2 separate regions of the Mus musculus genome follow, and region 1 is linked to region 2. Evidence: chromatin contacts called from public Hi-C data. All regions are on one chromosome and are shown on one strand. The core of a region is the stretch at or near the end of the contact, and the rest is flanking DNA. Distances in the headings are between cores, read along the strand shown.

Region 1 (6,581 bases), core at 2,567-5,066, 210 kb before region 2:
GAGTCTTAGGTCGATGTTGGGGATGGAAACAGGGACTTTGCTTACCTAGTAACGAAGGAGACACTCCATGTGTGGTACTAGGGGGGGAGTAACTGCTCCCTTTTATAAGCACTGACAGTCGGCTGCTGCTAAGATGCTGTTAGACGGAGTGTTATAAAGTCGCTGGTGTAGATTTGTCACTCTTGAGATTCAGTCTAGCTTTATGTTATGAAATATGATCATTCTTCTGAAATTATACTAACTATAATCTTTAACACCACAGGTGACAATTTTTAGTGCCGTTGCTATGGGCCAAGCATAACAGGACCTAGAGACGCTGTTCTTATTTACAGGGTTAACATTCCTGTTTGAATAGGGACAGGAAAGAGCGTTTGATTTATAAGTCAGATTGGAGGGGTTTGAAAGTGAGGTAATTGTTGAGTCCACACAAGCAGGCAAGCAGCACCTCGTCATTCCTAACTTGTGTCAAGGCTGGAAAGTCTGGATTGTCAGCGGCCTTGGCATTTTGGTGCAGGATTCCTGTTAGCAGAGGAATTGGCCTGTTGACACAAACAACAACAGATTGAAGCGTAAGATAAAATTATGAATGGGTTGTTTGTCCTAGTTCTAAAAACAAGAGACTCGGGGGTAGGAAATTAAGTGTGTCAGGCATGGTTCAGACCTATGATTCCAGCACACTTGTAATCCAGAATTTTCAAGGCCTAGGCAGGGGGATCTGAAGGTCCAGCTACCCTGGACTACATGATGAGACTCTGTCTCAAACAACAAAACCTATATTTCCCAGGCTGCCAAAAATAATCACCTAGAGAACACATCTTTTTCTCTGATAGTTTTGAATTTTTTTTCCTCTCAAAGATGTAAGTGCTGCTGAGTGTTTTGTTTTCTTTACCAAAATGGATGTAAAATTGTAAACTTTTATAGAAATGTTTGTGGTTTTTTTCCCCTTTATCCAAGGATATTTTGACAATATGTTGGCATTTTATAGTCCCCTAAAATAAGATGAATTCCTAAGTCAGACTTTATCTTTAAAATCAACAAGGACAGAACAGTAAACCTTTGAGGGACCTGCAGGGAGGTAAGGAAGGTGTCGAGAGGCAAGGGCATGAGGCTGGCTGTGGGGGATGACATTCATCTGAGTGCATTATATACATGTGTGGAATCATCAGTGAGCAAATTTAATTAAAACAAAACAACAAGTCCTTTGTGAAATGATGACACAAGGGCAGGTGATCCCTCGGAGCCGAGCTTGGAGCATTTAATAATGAGTCACATTCTCTTTATCCAGAGCTTTCAGCCTACTTACAATTCTCTGATGGACCGAGCCAGCACGCTTGGCTCTCTGGCATTTAACAGCATTCGTTTTGGTTTCAAAGGAAACTGGTCCATCCAGAAATCAGATGGCACTTGGCAGGCTGCTGTTGGAGGGTGAGCTTGGGCAGAAGACCAGGTGCTGAGTCTCTCTGCATTGCTTGTTGGCTTGGACACTCTGTGACCAAGTAGAAAAGTCGAGTGGTAGAAGAGTCTAGTACCACAGAATCAAACAGGGAATAAGACTGGCAGGTACCAGGCCTGCGCCGTGTACAGTAAATTTCAAATAGCCACCCACAGTTACTCGAAAGCAGCCCAATGTAATATTGCTATCTTTACTACGGCAACTCACAAGAAACCCAAGAGGGACAGGGACACCCACTTGTCATTTAACTTTCCCAGGAAGTAGAGGATGGGATTTGATGAAGCTTCCTTAGTATCCATTCCAGGTAGATGCCACTTGGCTGGTTCACAGGGAGAGCCATAACCTCTGCCCCGCCCCCTATTAGATTAGGAATGTGCTCTCCAGCTAATGGCCGGACCACCATACTTCAAATCATTCCCCCAGGCCTTTCTGGGAGCCCATTTCCGCCTGCATCTGATGGGAACACCTGAAAGTGCCTTTCTTTGACTTTGGTGAGACGTAGGCAGTGACTGCACGTTGTCTGTGGGGGAGCTGTACTCAGCCACACCTGTATTCGAGGGAAGTAAGAGCTCGCCACCATTGTGACCACAGGTCAAACGCCGGAGAGAACATTCCCTTTTACAAACAGATCTCCCACCTAGCCTAAACAAGACGTTGAAGCATGGTGCCCTGCAAATGCTGTAAAATTGTGCATCAGTCTAGAGTCTGACTTTAGTTGCTACGGATAAGCACAAAGAGTCCCAGGAACTCCTCCGTCTTGGCTCTCTGAGATGATGGCGGTGGGTGCACTGTTTAGTGTTTGTGGGGAGCAGGCACAGTGCTAGTCTTGGGTCATTAAAGCTGTGACTCTTTGTCCACCCTTGATCAAAAACCTTCATTGTGCCAGGTGCAGTGGTGCACACCTGGCATGCTGGCTCCTGAGTGGCTTCAGAAGGAGAATGCAAGCCTCAGGCAAGTCTGGACAGTTACAGAGACGCTGTCTGAGGGGGGATGTGTTGGATGACAGATTGTTGGACTCCTACACACAAGGCCCTGGGTTTACAAACTGCGTTGGAGAGCCTTTATTTGGGGCAAATATGGTTAGATGGGTCTCCTGGTTTTCTTCCTGTTGGCTGTGATAAAACACTCGGACCCAAAGCATCTTAGAGAGGAAATGGTATTTGGCTTATACTTCCAGGTCACAGTCCGTCCTTGAGGAAGTCAAGGCAGGAGCTCTAGAAGGGACTGAAGTCAGTGGAGGAATGCTGCTTACTGGCTCCCTTCCAGGTCTACCTTCTGCTAGCTTTGCTCTACAGATGGTGCTGTCATGGTGGGCTGGACCTTCTGACATCATCAGAGACAGTGCCCCACAGACATGTCCACAGACCAGGCTGACTGAGGCAAATTCAGGGAGATTTCACCTTTCCAGGTGACTCTTGGTTGTGTAGACTTATAGTGAAGGTAATGGCAGTGCATTCTTATATTAACTTGGATTTTAAAGGTGGTTTTATGTTTGTTTTAACAAAAATATGTGCCAGAAATTGAACCCAGGACCTTGTGCATGCTAGGTAACAACTGCCTACCACTGAGTTGTATGTAGTCCTAGACAGTTTTAAGTTGAAAGAAGCTCCCATATACCATATATATATATGTGTATATATATATATATATATATATATATACACACACACACACACACACATACATACATACACACATACACACACACACACACACACACATATATATATACACACACACACACATACATACACACACACACACACACACACACACACACACACACACACATATATAGTCTCCTTCAAAATTTCTTGACCCCATATCTGCTTTTCCATAGTAGATGGTATTGGTCTGTTCTGGTTACACCTAGGCATAAGCTTAGCACTTAAGAGATTTCAAAGAAATAGGATGCTTCTTATAAGCTGACAATAATCAGTGTGTTTTACAAGGTAATTTGCCAAATGGCAGAGACTTTGACAGCTGCAGAGTCAAACCAATATTTTTTTTAAAAAAATTTAAGTAATATAATTTCCCCAAATGATTATTTTTGGAGTTAGACTTCTACATTTAAAAGGTACAAATATAACTCTGGTTATACTGGGCATGGTCTCACACATACTTTTAATTCCAACACTTGGAAGACAGAGGCAGATAGATCTCTTTGAGTTATTATTATATAATGAGTTTTGGGTCAACTAGGGCTACCTAGTGAGAGCCTGTCCCAAGCCCAAAACCAAGCCAAGCCACCACCACCACCACCACCAAAACAACAAAAAAGACAGTGGTGTTGACTTGCCTGGATCTGGTCACAGGAGTGGCCAATGCCTGTTGGCATGTGAGCACTGTGACGTACTCTTCTGGGCTCAGCAGCAGCATCCAGCTGACATCCACTGCTTGTTCCAGAGTTATCTTGAGCTTTTACTGTGCAGAGTCACAAGACCAGGCAGTGGCAGGTCTGAAAGCCAAGCCTCAATGTTCTAGGAATCTATCTGTGTCTTAAGAATTGCTCTATGTTCAGCAAGGCCAGAGTGTAGCAGAAGCAACCTTAAAATGGGGCAAAACACTTTCTAAAATGTTTATTTTTCTTAAATAATTTTTCACTGTAAAATTAACACGCTTAATACAGAATATTGAAAGAATTCATGACTTTAAAAAACAGTTTTGCCCTGTGGAGATAATAATGCAAATAATTGGCATTTTAACATCTCCCTGATGCATTATGATCTTACAAATTTTCATATTTTATGCAACAAAACCCCAGTGGTCCAGTACTCTGGAGAAAGTTGGGTTAAGCAGTTTTCTTCTCTTACTGGGTCCTGGGGATACCGCAATGTGCATTGAGTAGGACCCTGGTGGACGTCCAGTCAGCAACATTTTACAAATTCATTTATCAGAGCACTGGTGTAAACCTTAAAGTCCACAATGTTTCCAAAGTAGCGCACGTAACATTGTAGGTAGAATGCATGCTTCTAGATTGTTTAGTGAGCATTGTATTTTCCGACTACATGTATTGCATTCATGTTTTCTCTAAGTTTATGCTCTAAGTTGTTAGTTAACATTCTTTTTGAAATGTCTGCCTAGCAAGTTCTGGGAGTAGCCTTATGTGGTTTGGTGTTAGGTTTAACCTTTCACCTTTTGAGCCTTTGAACTGTTCCCAGTGAAATCATTAACTGAAAGGTATGTAAGCTTTAGCATCCGGAGAGGACCAATTTCCAAGTCTGGTACTGAGAAGGAACCAACCGCACAGGTTTAATTCCACTGCTAGAAACTGAAAACTAGACAATTGCGCCTTTAGTGTTTGTCATTGGGGTTGTCATTGTCATTGGGGTGAGGTGCCAGATTCTTTGGGGAAAAAGAGGCAGTTAGCCATTGGGTGAACTTGAACTGAGGTCCGACTGCATGCAATTGCCACGGGTCATGGGTATCGCTTCTTCTGTGATGGTTTGCTAGCTTTAGAGATTTTTGAAAGCAGTTCCCTCCCACTGTGCAGTTCAGGCGGGCCTTGGACTTGCCTTTTGCGTACAGGGATTTCAGAGTTGTGCCACCAGCCCTGCTCAGATGTGTGCATTGTATCAGTACAGCTTAGCTCTGGGCTTCTCAGCAGTACTTTGTAGAATGTGAACACCTGACCCTGGGGTATAGGAGCGTGAAAGGGTTGGGACCGCTCAGGCTTTTTTAAAAGGCCAAGAAGCTGGGTCTCTGACTAGGAATGGAGTTGAAAGGGAGAGGGTTCGTTAGAAAAGATGTGGGTTCAGCTTTCTACTCTAATCAACATTTAACGTTTTAACAGTAACATGTATTAGTATTTGCTGAAAACCACCTTTATCAGATACTGGGCTGGGCATTAGCAGGAAGTCCATTGACAATATTACTATAAGACTTGGAAAATATATTCATAGAACAAGATCATGTTGGCCTAGGGGAAAAGGTGAGTCTGTCTTTTAATAATATTACACCTTTGGCTGGCAGATTACTTACAGGGTAGAGTTGCTTGTACTCAGGTATGACAACCTGAGTTCCATCCCTAGACCCCAAGGTGGTAGGAGAGAACCCACATGAGAGAGTTGTCTTCTGACCTTAAGTTGTGCTGTAGTGTGCACATGCCTGCGCTCACACACATACTGACATATATATATATATATATATATATATATATATATATATATACATACATACATACATATACATGTATATGTGTGTATATATATCTTTAAACAACCTCTGAGATCATGCAATACCTGGCTAATATAAGGAACATCCCAAGTATTCGAGATGCAGTTAATCAAATAGTTTTTAATTTTCCCATTGTGAATGTCATCGTGTATCTGGTCTGTAAGGTCTCTGGGCCTTCTGAGACAGTACACAGGAAGGTCCACTGTGTGAATGTATGTATTCTCTTCCTCGCTGGTCAGAATTTTCCAGCTTGGTCTTCAGTGGACTCTGGGAGAGGCGGTATGAAACCTGCCTTTCTTGGCCAGAACTTTTAAAGGCAAGTGTGGAGAAAGCTGTCCTTACCAAGGAGCACGGACTGCAAGGGCTACTAAGGTGCCAAAGGGAAAATTCCTGCAGGGAAGATTTCGTAACCCAGGAGGAGTGAGGATCATTGCCATGGCAGCAAAGGGCAGTTAACTTTGGCACTTAATTCTCCTTGCCAGGCGGGCTGGCTCAGCAGACACGGGCCAAGCTGCCAGTTGGCCAGGCGGCCATGGAGGTTGTTCTTCATCTGAAGACACTTGGGCAAGGCATCTTTAGTGCCTTAAACCTGGGACTGATGTTTGTAGAGCGACAAGACACACAGTAAGCAGTTGACGGAGCGATGCATAGAGAGAAGACTTAAGGAGAGTAATAACTCCTTGGGGACACCTTCATGTAACATGTCTATAGCTGAGCGGTTAACATTTTTGAGTATCTATCATATCATGTGACACATGCAAGATTGGCTTAACCTGCACACTTCCAATCCCCCCCCCCCCATTTTGTTTTTCGACAGGGCCTCCCTCACTGGGCAGGCTGTACCCAGATACGCTAGGCTGTCTGGCCACAGAACCCTGTGTCCACCAAGAGTCCTTGCCACTGTGACAGGCTTTTCACATGGTTTCTGAGGACCAAAGTAAGGTCGCACTGT
Region 2 (6,540 bases), core at 1,347-3,846:
TTTTGTGTGCAGTTCAACATTGTGATTAACAATACACTAATGAATTGTATTATGAACTGTTTATTCTAACTCTGCTCAGCTAGCATCGTGTTTCATCACAGAATATTTCAATATGCTCTGCTCTTTAAACAGTAACATGCTAGCATGCGGGCTAATTTTTGCAGAATACATTGTTTGCTTTCATCAACAACATAAGAAAAATTTACCATGACTAGATTGATATTTAATTCAGACATTTCTAATTTCATAGAGCAGGTCTCTGCACTTTGTAGGAGTTCAACATAACCTGCAGACACCTTACCCCCTTACCACGATTATTTTTAAGTTTGGAATAAAGGATGAGTATATTCTCATGTTTTTTAAAGGGTGTGCTCAGACCTTATATGTAGCCATGACTTTGAACTCATGACACTCCTTACTGCATCTTCTAAATGCTGGAAATGCAAGCAGGAACCACCATAATTGATGGTCTTGTGCTATTTTAAATTTTGACTCTTTTTAGACATTTCTATTATTCAGCCTAACCAATAATTTATTGTCTAATTAAAAAATTTTTTTGACTCAGAATGATATAACACTGTATAAGTGAACAGGAAAATTGAATTTTATCTGAGAGGGGACTGACTTCTAAATCTCTGTGTCCCACTGTCCCTCTGTCCCTCTGTCTTTCTGTCTTTGTGTCTCTGTCTCTGTCTTTCTCAACAGGGAAACCAGAACTCTTTCACCCAGGCTGGCCTCAGAGTTCTGACCCTACTCTTACCTTATTGCCATGGTTACAGTCATACACTACCTCTTGTGGTCTCCATTTTCCTCAAATTGAACAAATTAAATCTGAGGTTTTAAGCTTCTGAAGAAAATATATTTAAAACAAATCAAAGCATTTTATGAAAATAACAGGTTGGAAAAAATTTATGCAAGAGCCTTATGAATGCATTGGTTTGGCCAATGTGTGATACAATTATCACACATTTTTTATGAATATTGGTTTGAATAAATCTGTATTTATGTAAAAGACTATAAGTCATTAAAGTTGTGTTAATGAAATATCTAGAAAATAAGAAAGTGAGTTAACCTGATTGGATGACATATCTGTTTCAATCTAGTTAGTATATATTTAGGAGGCCCTGATTAGTTTGTAGTTGATTGATAGCAAATGATTTTGATCTCAGACTTAAAGGTTAACACTGTCATTAATGACTTCACCATTCTCTTTCCTCCTTTACATCACAAAGATCTTATTACTGTAACAGTACACCTGATAATTAACTTAAGAATTAAAAAGGCTTTGGGTTACAGTTAGGAAGGTTTCTTTTGACATCATGTCCTTGTGTCTGTGGGAGTCAGCACATCACAGCGGGGAGTGCATGATGGAGCCGTGCCATCCACCTCTAGGTTGACATGAAGTTGCACAGAAAGGTGAAAGGCTCCTATGCTAGTATCCACTTCAAAGTCCTCAGCTCGTTCCCTCCTCCCAGTTCTCACCTCTCAAGGTTTCTGCTGCCACTTTTCAATGATGTCATGTGTTGGGGACCAAGATTTTAATCCACCAGCCTTTGGGAGACATTCAAGATCCAAACTGTTGTGTTTACTGAGCTTAATCTTTCTCCCTAGTACATATTATCACCCAGTTCTCTTTGTTCACATGTGTTTGCTCATTGCATTTACTCAGTAGAACAGAAGCTCAGTGAAGGCAGAGATTCTTTTGTAGTAATATTTTAAAGTTTACTTTATTTGTAATTATATGTGTATGTGTGTATGGAGGGCAGGTTACTCATGGAATACAAAAGAAAACATTGGATCCCTTGGAATTCGAATTACAGGTGGTAGGGAACTGCCCTAAGTGGGGGCTAAAATGTCAGCCATTTTACAAGGTCAGTGTGGTTTTAACCCCTTGTGTTAAATTTTCTTTACTCAGTTCCTAGAAGGTAAAAATATGTCTGGTTTGTAGCAGGCTCTCAAGAAATTTTGGCTTAATAAATAAATAATAAATAAGAATAAAGCAATGAGGAAGAAACAGAATTGTTGATTTCTTGATGCAAGTGAGAGTCTACCTGAGAGCCTACTGATAATCTAATATAAACGATTTAATTTACAAAGAAACTTAGAAACATTAAAGCTACTTCTTTTTCAGGGAAGGTTCTGCGATTGAAAGTTGTTGAAAGAGATCCTGGGCAGGATAAACATTTGAGTATTGTTTTAGCACTATAAGCATATTCTAAATTTGGATCACCCTTGCTCCCAGTGAGTCCTGTTCTTTGTCTCCTGGTCTCCTTGTCAGCATTTTCATCCTTCCCAGCACACATGTGCCAATTAAAAAGCTCATCTCCTCTTTGGGGCTGAGTCTGGTATGGTTTTTCAGCCAGCCCACATTCACAGTGGAAGATTACTTTCATTCTTGGGGAGGGTGACACGGGCATGAGAGGCTCAGTATTCAGATGAAAGGGCCACTTTGGTATTATTTAACTGTGTTTTGGCAAGACTCTGGTCAGTGTCTGGTTTCTCTTTGGAGCCATTTTGCATTATATTACAGTACTCTGACTGTGCTATGCCAAGGAAATTAAGATCAGCTGGAACACTCAGTTGGTCATTGGCTTGGACTCTTAGGGCACTGGGAACTTGATGACCTCATTTAGGCTGAACCTGCCTTTGTCCCCAAAGCATAAGGGCTCCTTTTACAAAACCACGTCTGCAACTTGGGAAAGATACGAGCAAGGTTCAGAGAAAAATGACTTAATAGTGGAAGATATTTGGGTCAACATTGAGTGTGGAGTGCAGAATACGTGCTGACAATTTAATTGAGAAAGATGAAGAGGAGGCACCAAATCCCTTCAACATGACCTTAGCCACCAAGTCCTGTGATCTTGGAGGATCATTTGAAGATTGGTTTGTAAGTGCGTGTGCATTTGTATATGAGATCAGATGTTGATTCTGGGTGTTTTCCTCAATCCTTCCTATCTTACTGCTTTTGAGATAGGATCTCTTATGGAGCCTAGAGCTTTCTGATTAAACCAGGTTAGGTGGCCATTGAGCCCCAGGAATCTTCCTGTCTCCAATGCTTGGATTTGAGGTGTGTGCTGCTGCTAGCTACAGCTTTTTTTATGTGGGTTCCTTGGAGTCAAACTCAGGTCCTGAAACTTTCCGCTCAGGCACTTAGCTAACTGAGCTGTCTCCTTAGCTCTGAAATGCATGGTTTAAAGAAAACTAAAAGAAAGAAATGTTTATGGTGCCAGCAACTGGTATGGGTTTTATGTTCTGTCAGTCTGAGAAAATTTGAGAGAACATCCTTCATTAGGACTTGTGAAGGGCCCTGTGTGCTCACGTGAGACACTTGAGGGAGGGTTGTCACATGAGAAAAAGCTGCATGGTAACCATGGAGAAGTCTTTGGTGATGATGCAGAGTTTTGAAGATGAGAAATCACTGTATAGCCCTGGCTGGCCTGAACTCACAGAGATCTGTTTGCTGTTTCCTCCCAAATGCTGGAATTAAAGGCATGCACTTACTACACATGGCCTGGATTATTAAATTCATTTTAATTAAAAATATGAAGAAGAAATTTTTTATTTGGGGATGTATTTGAGAAAACAACAGTTAACGTGGATTTTCAAGCACAAATTAAGTAGCTTAGTAATATTACTTTCTCTGAGATGCTAAGGGCTGTACAACTAGTCTCTCTTTCACGTTGGGGAGTTCTGGTAGAGACATTTGCAAAGTTCTTTGCTTCCAGTTCTATGAAGGGCCCGTACCTAACCTCCATCTCTTTCTTCCCATTTCTTTTCTGACCAAAGTTCTTCCTCCAGATTTTTGTTTTTTAATTTTATCAATACCTGTATCATTAGTATTGAGGCTATTGGGTTTTGTTGCATTAGAAACATTGTTTTTGCCTTATGTTTACATTGACAGTAAAATGGCTCTCAGTAAAGTGAGAGTCACTCATAGCACCTTAGTGGTATACCCTGTTGACAAGTGTAAGCATTATGATGGCCTTTTCTCAGTAATTGTGATTTGGCTGAAGTGGGCTTACATTACAGTGTCTCTTAGGATATAGAATGCTGTCCACTTTTGTACTTTTGTGTGTCTTACCTGAGAACATTAAATTTCTATATCATAAATGTATTTTCATCTAGCCATGCTAACATTTGAATTAGCATGCAAAGGCCTTTAACACATCATTATTCAATTGTTATTTTTCAAAAGAGTACCCTCTCATACTAGCATTACCATACCATATATTAAAGTAATTTGCCTCTCATCTTTTCCCAGAACTTTGAAAACGTTCTTTCATCACCACCACGTTTCCTTATAGAAATAATAATTTTGAAAGCAACTCCAGCTATAACATTTCTTTCTTAGAACCATTTCATGGATCCTTCATCTCTGTCCACATACTCGTGTCAGTGAGGTCCCTAAGATGCTAGGTGGTTGGCCCCATTCTCTAATTCTGTTACTTAGTTCTCTTCTTTGTGAATTATCTATGTTTTTCTATCATGTCATTTTCCCCTTATTTATATCGCATGCTTTGACCACACTGAACATCTTTAGTTCTCTACTGCACAACTTTTCTGATAAATAAAGAAAATAAAGAAATTCAACCACACCTTGACACATCGGACAAGGGTCAAGGCTTCTCATAAAGTTGATGCTTTGCCTTCCTGTGTCCCTCTACTCCTTAATCTTTAAATAGCTACTTTGAAGTGCATATCTTTGAAGTGTCAGCTCAGAGTTTTCTCTTTCCTTGATAGACTATTCTGAGCTACTGTGTTTGGAGACAATCTACCTGGTCAATTTCACAGCACTATCATTCTATTTACTTACCACTATCCCATGATCTGGGAAGCATTCCCAGGTTATAGGAGTCATGTTTGCCTTTGACATCAATGCATTTCTGGACACTAACATTGTACCTGGACACTACAGTCTAGGTCCTCTGTAAATACTTGTTGAATAAGCAGGAGGTTCATAAAACTCAACTGTGAGTAGGATTTGTTCCAAGACATCTAATAGAAGGGTATGTGTATATATGTGTGTGTATGTATGCATGTATGTGGAACACATATTGAACTGTCCAGAAGACAGTCTCAGATGTTGTTCTTCTGAACAGCCATGGATGTCCACCTTGTTTCTTAAGGCAGGGCCTCTCATTGGGATCTGAGTCTCTATGATTCAGGTCGGCGTGCTGGCCTGTGAACCTCGGGGATTTGTTTATCATTACCGCATGACACCATTGCTAGGATTACAAGTAAGCATCTCCCCACACTGGGCTTTTTGTTTGTTGTTGTTGTTTATGTGGGCTCTGGGACTCAAAATGCCAGTCTTTATGCATGCCGGCTTTATTGATTTTATTGACTGGGTTAAATCCCTCGCTTCTCACCATGGTATTTTTCCTGTGAAGTATGTATAGTGCTTTTAAGAAACATTAAAAAAAAACATTCATTTTGTTTTTGTTTCTGACAAAAAATGTTAGAAACCTTTCACACTTTTTTGCACTGTGTAGAATTTTGAATGATTTTTTTTTTCACGACCAGAAGAGAAACTGAACCATTTTCAGGTCAGGGTGTATTGTTATTGAATGAGAAGCTGTGCTCTGGATTATTAAATTAAGGTTCATTGACAGATAGTAGTCTGAGATTTAAGTCAGGAAAACATCCTACTCGGTGCCCTAGAGAACCACTAACAAAATAGGAAAGTAGAGAGGACAGAGGCCCCTGGACAGAGCCAGGGCACCTTCAGAGAGAGCTATAATCTAGCAAGGGACCTGTCCTGCTAATCTATGGTAGTCTTTAACCAGCCACAGACAGAATAAGTGCAGGTCTATAGTTATGACTGCAGATAAATACTGTTGTTAAAAGCATAGAAATTAAGAAGTCATTCAGGTACTTAGAGATGAAATTGAATTCCATTTCGAGAAGGATTTGACAGTCCTTCACTTACCAATACCACCAGTCTTCGACAGGTTATTTTATGTGTGATGCTTCATGATGGCAGTAACAAGCACCTGCTTGGAGCCTTTGAGGAGAAGTATACATCCTCACAGAACGCCCTGGGGAGTCGGTGTCTGTAGGCTGAGGCACTAGGAGCTTGAACAAGGACCTGTCAAAAGAGCCCTCTGTTTCTGATGCAACTTGTCTTAGTCCACCTTTGAAGGGATCTTGCTGCAACTCCAGCGCAGGTTTGGAAGAACAGCCCTTCCCTTCCTAGAAGCACTGGACAGTCTACTATCCTCACAGGAAGAAGTGTTTTTTATTTATAGTAAACTGGCTGAAGAGTCTGTAAGTTTTGATGGATAACTCTTGTCTAAGCCCCTTTACCCCATCTCAAACTGATTAGTTTTTCCTTGGATTTTACAAGAGATCACCTTTAAAATTAAAGTGTATTTCCTCTTGTGTAAGGAACTTGTTTGGCTTATGGGAGTTTTCTTTTCCCTTTTTTATCCAAGCCTGCTGAGTGGCTGTTGAACAAAAGGGGGCGCTGTGTGAATATGCTTTGACCTGGGTAGTTCCAGACACAAACAACAGAGGAGGCATGCTTTAAATGACACAGGG

What was found. Hi-C and Micro-C count contacts between places; a contact is called where the count stands out from the background.
Region 1: a Hi-C map of liver shows a contact between it and region 2, with 2.4 times the contacts expected there. The contact joins two enhancer-like sites. A contact is called at or near these places in 2 of 484 Hi-C or Micro-C datasets (both in liver) and 2 of 115 datasets of contacts at active chromatin or transcription factors (the NIH/3T3 cell line and heart atrium).

What each region holds. Positions count from the first base shown.
Region 1 is chr2:65,218,011-65,224,591 of GRCm38.p6, reverse strand. All of the region lies in intron 1 of Cobll1 (Cobl-like 1), which reads left to right. Among named protein-coding and RNA genes, the nearest start is that of Gm13594, 12 kb to the left of the region's middle. Within about 2 kb of position 3,816, at least 32 of the 459 cell types and tissues checked have an H3K27ac peak or open chromatin away from gene starts, as enhancers often do. A contact at or near this core is called in liver, where this site is marked.
Region 2 is chr2:65,003,562-65,010,101 of GRCm38.p6, reverse strand. The region is part of intron 2 of Grb14 (growth factor receptor bound protein 14); the gene reads left to right. Among named protein-coding and RNA genes, the nearest start is that of Grb14, 16 kb to the left of the region's middle. Within about 2 kb of position 2,596, at least 30 of the 459 cell types and tissues checked have an H3K27ac peak or open chromatin away from gene starts, as enhancers often do. A contact at or near this core is called in liver, where this site is marked.